Regions from separate parts of the Arachis hypogaea genome. Here region 2 is linked to region 1. Evidence: chromatin contacts called from public Hi-C data. All regions are on one chromosome and are shown on one strand. The core of a region is the stretch at or near the end of the contact, and the rest is flanking DNA. Distances in the headings are between cores, read along the strand shown.

What was found. A called contact is a pair of places that touch in the nucleus more often than the background predicts.
Region 2: a Hi-C map of an unstated tissue shows a contact between it and region 1, with 4 times the contacts expected there. The contact joins the promoter of LOC112734157 here to the enhancer-like site in region 1. A contact is called at or near these places in 3 of 8 Hi-C or Micro-C datasets (leaf and an unstated tissue).

The regions. Positions count from the first base shown.
Region 1 is chr2:4,975,643-4,981,813 of arahy.Tifrunner.gnm2.J5K5, reverse strand. No RefSeq gene overlaps it. Among protein-coding and RNA genes, the nearest start is that of LOC114924620, 7.8 kb to the right of the region's middle. Within about 2 kb of position 3,578, at least 3 of the 3 cell types and tissues checked have open chromatin away from gene starts, as enhancers often do.
Region 2 is chr2:5,027,321-5,033,491 of arahy.Tifrunner.gnm2.J5K5, reverse strand. It overlaps LOC112734157 (CDPK-related kinase 3), which reads left to right and starts at 3,025. Exons shown (of 11, transcript XM_025783380.3): 1 at 3,025-3,945; 2 at 4,711-4,841; 3 at 5,093-5,134; 4 at 5,224-5,332; 5 at 5,439-5,517; 6 at 6,161-6,171. The coding sequence starts at 3,430.

The DNA.
Region 1 (6,171 bases), core at 2,329-4,828:
ATACCTACATATATACAACATACATATATAAATATATAAATATATATATATATATATATATATATATATATATATATATATATATATATCCATGAGGGTAATTATATATTAATATTGGATATTTTAACGAAATTTTTTACTTTAGAATATATCACAAAAATAAAAAATATACACAGACTAAAGATTCATTGTGTTATCACTACTAAAGAAATTATTTTTAGTGATCATTTTTTTATTTTTAGCAACAATAAAAATAATCATTAATATGTTTATTAGTAATTAGACATTAGTCTCGTTTTATATTTTGTTGCGCTTCAGCCATAATTATAGAATTGTATGCCAGTAAAAATTATTTTAATAACGATAAAAAGTATATATATAATTACTATTATAACATATAGTAATAGCAATAAACATATAAATATAACAAAAAATATATAACAACATTATGTTATTAGCACTAAAAATAATTTTTATTGTAGTATATATGTAACTATTATTTATTGTTGTACAGCGTATACTGATATATCGTCAATTAACCAAGCTTCACACCTAATCTAACCATAAAAGAGAATAAGAAAAATTTTTGGGCCAATAATTTTTAGTATTTTTTATTATTTAATCAATATAAATATTAAATTATTTTTAATAAATAAATGTTATTAATTTATGTATATAAATTTAAAAAAATATAAATATAAATTATATTGATTTATATATATAAAATTTAGTTTATATTTTTTATGTACAAATTCTCTATAAATATGAGTGTAATAACAATATTTACTAATCATTTAACATTACTTAGAGAATAATTTAGATAAGTATACAAAACAAGATAAGAACAAAAAGATGTTCTATAAAACTATACTTGATCTTGTTGAGATGATGATCCTTTGAAACAACCACTAAAATGGTTGTGGTGATGGTGTTGAAGGGATTTATTATTATTACTATTATTATTATTATTATTATTATTATTATCCCTATCAATAAGTTCTTGAATGTACCTAAACTCCTTCAAATGACAAGGGATGATTATGGTTCCTTGTTGATCAAAACCATACTCATCTTCTGCCTCCTTAAGAAGCTGAGAAAACAATGGATGATTGAGATACATCACAGGCATAACAATCTTCTCTTGTTCCTCACCATGCCCTACTTTGATTGGCAAATACCCTTTTGGAATTATTGCATCTTTGTTATTCATAACTTTCTTCCTTTGATAATGATGATCCAATTTTTTTTCTTCACTTCCTAACATTTGAAACAAAGCTAAGATATAGAAGCTAAGGACAATACCCTAAAAATTTGTGTTAGCTAGGTTTTTAGATATAAGTATTTTAATTATGGTATATAAATAATAATATATATATATATATATATATATATATATATATATATATATATATATAGTGGATATTTTGGAAGATATTTTATTTTGTATCTAATTGATGGCAACCAAAATCAACCCTACAAATTAAACTTAACCTAGCTATCAATGGCGGCACAGTCATAGAGGTGTCATCACCATAAAGAAGATGAGGTGAGATGGAATAATCTATAATGAAGAAAAGAAAAAAGAAAGAAAGAAAAAATGGATTAAGTCGGTTATTTAATTATATAAAATGTATGACTTGGACTCTATGACCTACTATTTGTCTATACAAGTGGTATATGCTGAGCCATAGTCACAATTATATAATAATATTGTTAATGCATGCCTAAAAAATAAATAATGTTAGAAAATTAATATTTTCAGCTAATATTAGATAATTATTTTATTTATTTTAAATTTTAAATTTTAAATCATAATTTTTTTATTTTACTTCCTAATTATAAACTTTAAAATTAGTTAGTGTTGATTATATTAATTAAAAATTAATTTTTTATATTTTCTTGTAAATAAAAAAGGTTTTGTGAAGAGAGACGCAATATTGCTTGAATGGTTTATATATCTCTTTTATTTCATTTTATTGTTATAAGAATAAATAGATAAGAGTATTAAAAAACAAAAATACAATTAAGAGATTTCAAAATAGTTTAATACATTTTAGAAATTTTTTATACAAGTTAAAACTGTCCTTTTATATCTAATATTTTGTTGGTGTACATTTTGTAATTTCTCAAATTGTAATGTAATAACAATTCAAAAAATTATGTTTAGTTTGTCAGAAAAACAGTTTTAACTTGTCTAAATAATCTTTCAGATGTATCGGATTATTCTAAAATCTGGGTTGGGCAATTAATATAAAGATGGATACAAATGAAAATAGATTGGTTTGGACTAGAAGTGAGGAAAGGTTTATGTGTCACACTTTTTAATTAAGCTTTGATGTCAATGCCAATAGGTGTCCAGTGAAGTGTTCATTGCTTAATTTGTAATTGAGTTACGCAATTTGGTGTTTAATTTGAATGAAACTGGGAATTAATTAGTATAAGTAAACAAAATCTTGATGAGATATCACAACTCATACATACATACATGGATATTAAAATTAAATTTGACGTTTTTGTAAATTAAACTTGCATTTAAATTTTTTTTATTCAATTAAATTAGGTATACACTAAAATCAACTATTATATTTGACCACTAGTATAAAATATATATTAAAAGACAGAATACATATTAAAAATATATCTGTATAAAAATATATAGTGAATATTTTTGTTTTTTATTAGTTAGTTGAAACTAACATTCTAAAATCATCATATACGCAAGATGAGAATTAACATCTCATGAATGATTTCTTGATTATTGGATGACTTAACATCTTTCTTGATTGAGATATTCAATTTATTTATTTTCTGTGTGTGCAACTTTTTTTCTCTTTTATTTTTTGGTATTACTCAAGCCTCAAGGTATTTATTGTCGACAGAAATTTCTTCATTAAAAAAGCTTTTCAAATGTAATAGATATTCGCCTTTTCAAATGTAATAGATATTCGCCGAGAAACCATTTTCGTACGGAAATAAATTATTTAAATTTTTTTCTCAATTAATATTGTAAAATGTTATCTCACACTATTCAAAACTTAACTAAGATCAAATAAAAAATTGTGAAAAAAAAGGCTTTTTTATATAAAAATTATTAGTGTGTTATTTTTTATTATGAAAACCACAAATTGGAGAGTCGATTTTGTGTTTTAAAAATTTTAAACAGTTAAAATCCACAAATTAGAGGATAGATTTTGTATTACTTCACAAATCGAATGATAAGTTTTGTATTTTAAAAAAAAAATTAAACTTCACAAATCAGATGATTAAATTTGTGATCTTCATATAAAAAGACATACCAAATTTCATATATTATTAAAAAATATTATTATAAATTCAATATCAAAATCAAAAAGCCTGAAAAAAAAAAGAGTCTTATATAATGTAAATTAAAATCACATTTTACAAAATCAACAAAATCAATTGAGAGTGAAAAAAAATTAAAAAATCTATTTCTCTTTCGATAAAGCAATAAACATTCCTAATTTTTTTTGTTTTTTGTCATAGGTATAGGCTTGAGGAACCAGCCCAACCCAGAGCCCGACCGGACCCGATATTCTGCTCCATTTACAGTTTTACTTTTACACCGAAATTAGAGTAGAATGCAAGTGTGATACATTGAAACTTTGATTAGTTGGGTTGGGCTATTGATATAAAGACTGGACCAACCAAGTTGGGCTATGATTCAGTGATACAATGAGCAGCATATTTTTTAAATTCCAAAATAAAAAAATAATCTAGTTAATTGCAACTCCATCAAAACCTCCAAACAAAAAAATTTATCATCAACGAGTATAATTTAGTGGTTAGCCCGCTGAAGTAAATGTCACACGTTTGGATTCTATCTTTTGTATGTAGATTATTAGTGAGCGACAAAACTTAAATTTATAATGAATTAGTTTTTAATTTATCAAAATAAAAAATATAATAAAAAATAAAAAAATAAATCAATTTTTTATTTAATTAATAATCTCCATCCGTTTTGTAGGTTTTATATTATTTGTTGCGGCTGGATTAAATATTACTTGAGATTTTAATATTTTTTAAGAAGTAAGTATTTAAAATTTTTAAAATTAGACACTTTAATTCTTCAAGTTTCAAAATATATAAAATAATTTTTAATATTTATGACTGTTAGATAATACAGTTTATCTCTGTTAAGTGATTATTGACGTAAAATATTAACTTGTACATATAATTATTAAGTGTCTACATATTCGAGTTAGACAATTCAGTTCTTAAAATAGTGAAGTAAAAAATAATGTTCGAAGAGTTTAAAAAATCTCAAAATAATTCTTAAAATATTTTAAAGATTTCAAAACAGTCCCTTCGAATATTTTTTATTTTTTTAAAATAAATTTAAAAAAATATTTTTAAGTTATTTTTTTTTTTGGTACAATTACTAATTTCAGTAGCACAAATAATTTTAACTACAAATTTATTTTATGTAACATTACAATCAATGAATTCCAAATCTTTCTAAGAAACATTAGATGTAGTTACTGTTAGTGATTAACAAAAAAAAAAACTATATTATTTATGAAAAATAAACATTGAAGATTATTTTGTGTATTTTAAATCTTATAGAATTAAAGTGTCTAATTTTAAAATTTTCAATATCTGATTTGGATAATTAGTGTTAATTAAATACTATTTTTGTTCCGTAATGCAAGTATAAATTCTTTAATTAGACTTTTTGTAATTGAATGAATATATAGCTTTTTCTTTTTTTTTAAATAATATTTTTGGTCTTGGAAGAGTAAAATTGTCTTTATAAGCTGAGAATCATTGTCTTAACCCAACTTTGATTTAATTTATTTTTTATTTCCTTTTATTTTATTTTTTTGAAAGGGAGGGCAGTTGGAGTGCAAAACAAAATTGTCCACTAGTGAGTTGGGTGACATATGATTGTAATTTCATAACCACGTCGAATTGAACATAACAGAAGTTTGTCAGCAAAAACATGAAAAATAAAAAACATCAAAAAATAAAAAATAAAAAATAAAAAATAAAAAGCTGATACGGGATCTTTGATAGATGGATTGCCCTCCTTAATTGGGCCCTCGGCTTTCAACATATTTTTTAACAAATATATATTTTAATAAAAAAAACATTTACATACAATATACAAACACATATTTTGATACCTTTTCTAGATTTTGGTGTGATTTACAATTTTAAAGCCATTTTTGTATCATTAAATTGAATTTCGTTATATTAAATTACCATAGTTACCTCACTTTTTGTATATAATTAACACAATTAAATTAAAGAAATACACATCAAATAGATCAGCATCATCATTATACAAACTAACATGCAAGTCGAACATTCTAGCATCTTAATCACAAGCTAAGTTACCACTTACCATTGAAAGGGGCTAATTGTTGCATCTTCATTTTTCAACATATAGACTGATTTTAATCCAACAAAATGGAAGAAAATGGCAAATTCAAAGTCATCTCTAACCACTTAGATTCGTTTAATGGTTAATTTGAGTCGAATCTTATAAATTCAAATTCGTATTGAATTAATCTTTGACCTGTAGACTGAAAAATAACTAAAAAATAAAAGTAGTCTTTGATTTATAACCCACTTGAATCCATCAAAAGGGTTTTATTTCAAGAGATGAAGTATGGAACACCAAATTATTAATTAATCTTACACTACATATACAAAGTGAAGTATTAATTGAAATTGTTCAAAAGAATTCCGCCAGCTTATAAATTATAAGTTTGTTTGTTATAAAATTATTTCTTTTAAAAATTTAAGTTGACAAAAAAATATTATAATTAGAGTTTTTTTTGTTAAGATGATAGATTAACAATTCCAAATTTTAGATATTACAACATCACAATATTCACGTCATATTACAAACTCATACACCAACACTAAGAATTTCTGTCCACTATTGACCTTAGTCAAATCTCAAAGTCAGATGCATTTTTTGCAAAACAAAGATCATTAGTTCATTACTACTAAACTAAGACCTTATGCACATAGTGGTTATATATCTTACATTGGTTAATATACATGTCTTAAAACACATATATTAAAATGGTGAAGCGTTCAGAAAGAATTGGAAGAACTTCACAAGATGAGAAAATAGTGACCAGAGAGAAAATTGGGGTTCTCTCTCAGTCTCAAAATTGATTTCATTGAATTGGTTTCTAA
Region 2 (6,171 bases), core at 1,776-4,275, 52 kb before region 1:
CCACCGTCCATCCATCTCCAACCATGTATCCAGGTGTTATGACAAAGCCAAATATGGCAAACTCAGTCTACTATGGAAACCTTCTCTATTGTACAATATTTTAGAACTTGTATCCATCTCAAAGTTACTAGGTCAAACCGACTTTTAACGCATTATTTAGATGGAGAGAATATGAAAAGAAAGAAAAAAAATGTGAGTTTTTTGTTATTTAAATGAAAAAGAAAAATAGGGTGAAAGAAAAAAAATTGATACCCACTAATTTTTTTTCAAAGATGAGAGAAAAATAAAAAATATATAAATAAGAATAAAATGACTAATTTATTTTTTTGATTAATAAAAAAAACTTAAAGATATTAATGTAATATTTTTTGTTATAATTTTTTTTATTTTTTTATCTAAACAAAAATAATTCTTTCTATTTTTTATTTATTTTTTCTTTATCCAACAATATATAAAATAACTTATTATATATATATATTTTTTTTCTTTCTATCATCTATCCAAATGAAGTGTAAAGGAGACAAATAAAGTAAATTCACATTTTGATCTTTCAAAAATTCATTTTTATTATCTCACTTTATGAAAGTAATTTATTAGTTAATAATAAATCTTTAAATAAAATTTAAATTTACAACGAATTTATTTTTGAACTGTGAAAACAAAAAATATCATAAACAACAAAAAAATTAGTTTGACTAATATGTAAAATTTAATCAACCAAATTGTGAATTTTACTCTTATCTATATATCCCAAATCTATCCCAAAAGTTTTAGTCTCGAAGAAATTAAGTCAAGTCAGATTATAAATACTTTTTACCAGAAACAAAAGAGAAAGAAAGAAACTAATAACTACTCGCACTAGTCCACCATTTTAGTGGTTATATCCATGCATCTCATAATTCTCATTTCAGTGACACATACATTAACATGAAATTGTCATGTCATTATTTTGATTAACGACCTAATTATGATAATAATTATATTAAATATATATTAAAATTAATTACTATATAAAATATATATTAAAAATAAATTAAATAATATATATATTTAGACTAATTTTTTTATATTAATTAAATATATGTATAATACATTGTTATTGGAAGATTAAGTGTTTTTTTATGATGTTTTATTCAAATCGGACGGTCCAATTTATTTAAAAAAGAAAATAAACTATAAATTAAAGAGTTTAATTTGTATTTTTTATTTTTTATTTTATTTTTTAAAATAAAAATTGAACAGTCTGATTTTAATATTAATTTTTTTATTTTCGAAATCACAAATCGGAGGGCCGATTTGTGATTGTTTGTTTTAAAAAAAAATAACACAAACAAATAGGTGCATCCGATTTGTATATCTCATACCAATGTGAAATACACCTCTTTTCATAGCTTTTTGTTATACATCTCTTTCTTTCACACATGAAAAATAATAACTTATATATTTATATATAAATATATAATATTAATTTTAATATATATATATATATATATAATATTTTTAGTTTTTTAATACATCATCATAGTCCAGAAACAGAAAGAGAAAGAGACAAAGAAACAAACCAACGGCCTTGATCAAAATTCAAAAGTCAATCCCAGCCCATTCCCATGGAAACCATTGATTCTCCATAAACGAAAGCCACTCTTTGGGACCCACAGTAGCATTCCACGTATGCACCATACACTCACGACTTTTATTATTTTAATTCTTTAAATCTAAAAATTCAGCTCCAAACACGGTATTGATCACTGGATTCTTTTCGGTATTAAGCCAGTAAATAGGATATTGACCTATCTTTGATTTGTCATATTAAATACATAATTAAAGATCTTTGTTTCATTTTACACTTAAATAAAATAAAAAAATTATTTTAAAAATAAAATAAATAAAACAATTAGTATATTATATAAAAAATTTTTCATTTTTTTTATTTTTGCTTTATTTAAACACTAAAATAAAATGATATTTAGTCTTATGTTAGCATGATAAACTAGAGCATGTTCGATATTCCATTTTGCCACTTTAGTGTTAAAAAGTGTCTATAGATTAATATAATGTTAAAAATTAGATTTTGAGAATTAATATAATAAATTTTAAATTTTAAAGACTAAAATAATTATTAAAATAAATTATTTAGGTATTAAATTTATCGAAATATAACTTTTGCATATTGTATACGTAAATACAATTTTTATTAAATTATATAAATTGTAAGAGGCGTCCCACATATATACAAAATGACTTGAAACCGCAGTTGAGGATCTCGCAGTTGTTGTATAGATGTGAAATGTGCATAAATCACGACTATTTTTGTTTCTCCATCTCTATCTTTTTACTTTGCATCACCATGCATCATTATACCTCTAGCATTAGTCCTACTACATTGCTTAGTTCTCCTATGCTCTCCAATTCTAAGTTATTCCGCTTTTTTCTTCTTTTTATATTTTTTGTTAATTTTTTCAATGATTCTTTTGATTAAGCTGTTTCAATTTTATCAAAAGATCAATTTTTTTAGAATCTGGGATGTTATTTTTTTTAGGTTATATTTTTTCTAACTACTGATTTATTTCATTGGCTAAATTCTCTGCCACTTGATCAAAAGAATTTCAATAATGCTTCTTATTCTTCTTTTAAATTTTAGAACAATGTTACCCTTGTCGATCCTAATCCTTTGCCTCCTTGCTCTGCCTCTCGAAAGATGGTTATAATTGGAGAAAATATGGTAAAAAACAAGTATAATGAAGCTAGTGAAAATTACACTAAAGTTAATGGTTCAGATCGTAAAAATATTCAACCAAAAACAAAAAACACATACACAGAAAATGTGAGATTCCTATTGTAGTTTCTAGTCATTTTGTATATTAATATAAATCACTAAAAGAATATAACGGTTTATATACATTTAAAATTTGTGAAACTCCTCTCACAATTTATATAATTTAATAAAAAAATGTATTACATATACAATATGCAAAAGTGATATTTCCATAAATTTAAAACTCACATGTTTGATTTTAGTCATTTGCCCTCAAAATTATATGTCCCTACACACTTTAGTCTACAACCACCCTTTAAAAGAAAATAGTATTATGTCACACTCACAACTCACTCTGTTCAAAAGCCTCAAACACACTCAACAACAGACCTTCCTTGGTCTCTTCTCTTTTCTCGGCCTCTGTCTCTGTCGCCACTCACACTCTCTCTCTTGAAAAAAAAACTAACATTCTTTACTTTCTCTCTCTACCTCACCTGCCAAAAACTAATTCCCGCGCTTTCATTCTTTCCTCCGACCAGATCCGCCGTTCAGATCTTTCTGATCCACCGAGAACGCTCTTCAACCCTCCGATGTGCTGACTTTGACTCCTTTACTCTGATCACATACACCGCCGGTGGAAAAAACTTCAAAATTACGCAAACTTTTCACCAATCATGGGGCAGTGCTACGGCAAGACTAATCCCTCGCCGGAAACTGACGCCGCCGCGATTCCCAGCTCCGACGACCTTCCTCCGCCGTCAGTCACGCCCTCGGTGAAGAACACTCCGGCGAGAGCTTTATTGTCGCCGTGGCGGAGCCCTTACCCTCACGGAGGTGGCGTGACACCGTCTCCGGCTAGGACAGCGACGCCGAGGAGGATTTTCCGGCGGCCTTTTCCACCTCCGTCTCCCGCGAAGCATATTCGTGCGTCGTTGGCGAAGCGACTGGGGCGAGGCGCGGTGGCGGCGAGGGCAAAGGAGGGGACTATACCGGAGGAGGGAGTGGCGGCGGCGGAGGAAGAGGAGGAGGTGCTGGATAAGAGGTTTGGATATGGAAAGAATTTTGGTGCAAAGTATGAGATTGGGAAGGAAATTGGGAAAGGGCATTTTGGTCATACTTGTTATGCAAGGTGTAAGAAAGGTGAATTCAAGGACCAAGCTGTAGCAGTTAAAATCATTTCCAAGTCTAAGGTACAATTGCAATTGCAATTACATGGTACGATTTTAATTTGAATCTAAATGTTTATATTTAGTTGTGTTAGCATAGATTAGATTATATGTTTGAATTATTAATCAATCAATGTTCTGTGTTGGCTTGTGCTAATTTGTATGGAAGATGTTAAAAATGCTAAGAATTGTTGGAATGAGGCACCACATTGTTTCAGCTAGTTGGCACTCTGATTGCTCTGGCCTCTTATGAAGAATATGATGGCATTTTTAGTTGACAATTTTGGTTTATATTTGCTGGCCCTTAATTTAGTCTTTACTAGATTCATTGCCGGCCATCCGTGAGATCGTTAGGCTGTTACAGTTGTGTATTGTTCATCCATTCTCATTTCTATAGTAGTTATTCGTTGTTCGTTTGTCTGAACTGCGAAATGATTATGAAATTGTCTGAAGTTCTGAAATTTGTTGTTCTGTACTTGAAAATTAAACTCCATGGATGAATTTTGAGGTATGTCGATTTGTCATGGTGCGAACTGAGCAAATATGATCCTAGAATGATGTGCTGTTTTCTCTTCACTTGAAGAAGTTTCTTCAAGTTTTTTAACTCCCTGTCCTGTGGTAAGAGTATTTCGGTTTTTCACTTTTTCGTTATTATATCTTCTAGGCCTTCACATGCCCGAGTGAAATTATTATTGGCGGTTACCATGTTACATTATCCATATTTTTTCCCTTCTTTTGCAAAATGCATAGTTGGCAACTCCTGTAGTCTTAATAAGCTTTCTCTGGCAGATGACGACGGCGATAGCAATAGAAGATGTTCGGAGAGAGGTGAAGATCTTAAAAGCTCTATCTGGCCATAAGCATCTGATCAAATTTCATGATGCTTTTGAGGATGCCAACAATGTGTACATAGTAATGGAGTATGTTGTTTATCTTATTTTAATTATTATCTGTAGTAAGTATTTGGTGTTTCAAGTTAGAAATAGAGAAGTGAATGCTTTGCTTCTAGGCCTTTTCACCATTATAAGGTTCTAATGAGATCAACAACATGATAATTGTCAAGTTATAGTTAAATTCTTCGAATATGCAATTACGCGTCTTCTAGTTGTAGCATTATAATAAATGGCCTTTCTAAATTTTGTTTTTTTTTTTTTTTTTCTTTTGGTCTTAGATTGTGTGAAGGCGGGGAGCTTCTTGACAGGATTTTGTCAAGGTTAGATTTCTATTAGTTATGTTTGCTGCAACTTTCAAGCTGATATGATCTATCTTTCGATTTTATTGAATGATGTAAATTTCAATTAGGGGAGGAAAGTATCCGGAGGAGGATGCCAAAGCTATAGTTTTGCAGATTCTAAGCGTAGTTGCTTTTTGTCATCTTCAGGGCGTCGTGCACCGTGACCTAAAACCGGAGGTTCGTGCTTCGAATCTTAATCCCATCAAGTTCTCTTATTATCATGTTGTTAAAATAAGAATGTGAAATATGGTGGTTGATTGTTTCTATGGGATTGATGTTACAGAATTTCCTCTTTACTTCAAAAAGTGAAGATGCTGATATGAAGCTTATCGATTTCGGTTTATCGGATTTCATCCGGACAGGTAACAATTATAGTGATTCTCAATTCTTTTTCTTCCTTTTACTTGCGAAGCAATCTCTTATTCCATTATTATGTTAGATAGGCAACTTGCTACTAAATGCACTATTTCATTGATGCTGATTACATTTGCATAATGTTCCTGTTGTGATGTGCATTAAATGCATTTAAAAATTTGTCAAAGACTAATAACCAGAAGTCACCCATGCTTGGATTACAATATCCAAGTGTGATAGAAACCGTGTCACAAATAAAGTGCAATAAATCCGATTAACTATACTCCAATAATATAGGTTTGCTGTTCATGGGCTTTGAAAATTAAAGTCACAATCTTGTCAACAGCTATTGCTGGTTTTGGTCATGTTATGTTATTCAAAAATTTTTGCAGCACCTTAAAAATTAAAATGGGATTCTGTATATCGTCATTTTAAAATTTTTAAGTGTCATTAACTCTGATTATAAATATCTCACTATATAAATGAACAGATACCATAAAAGTAGAGGAAGTTATTAATGATATACAACACTAGATAGTGCCTTTTCATGAAATTACTACCGAATATTGTTAACTTTCCTATGCTTAGTTGGATGTTTGTAGATTCGAAACTGATCCTTCTTAATTTTCCATTAATGTGTATTAATTACAGACGAACGACTA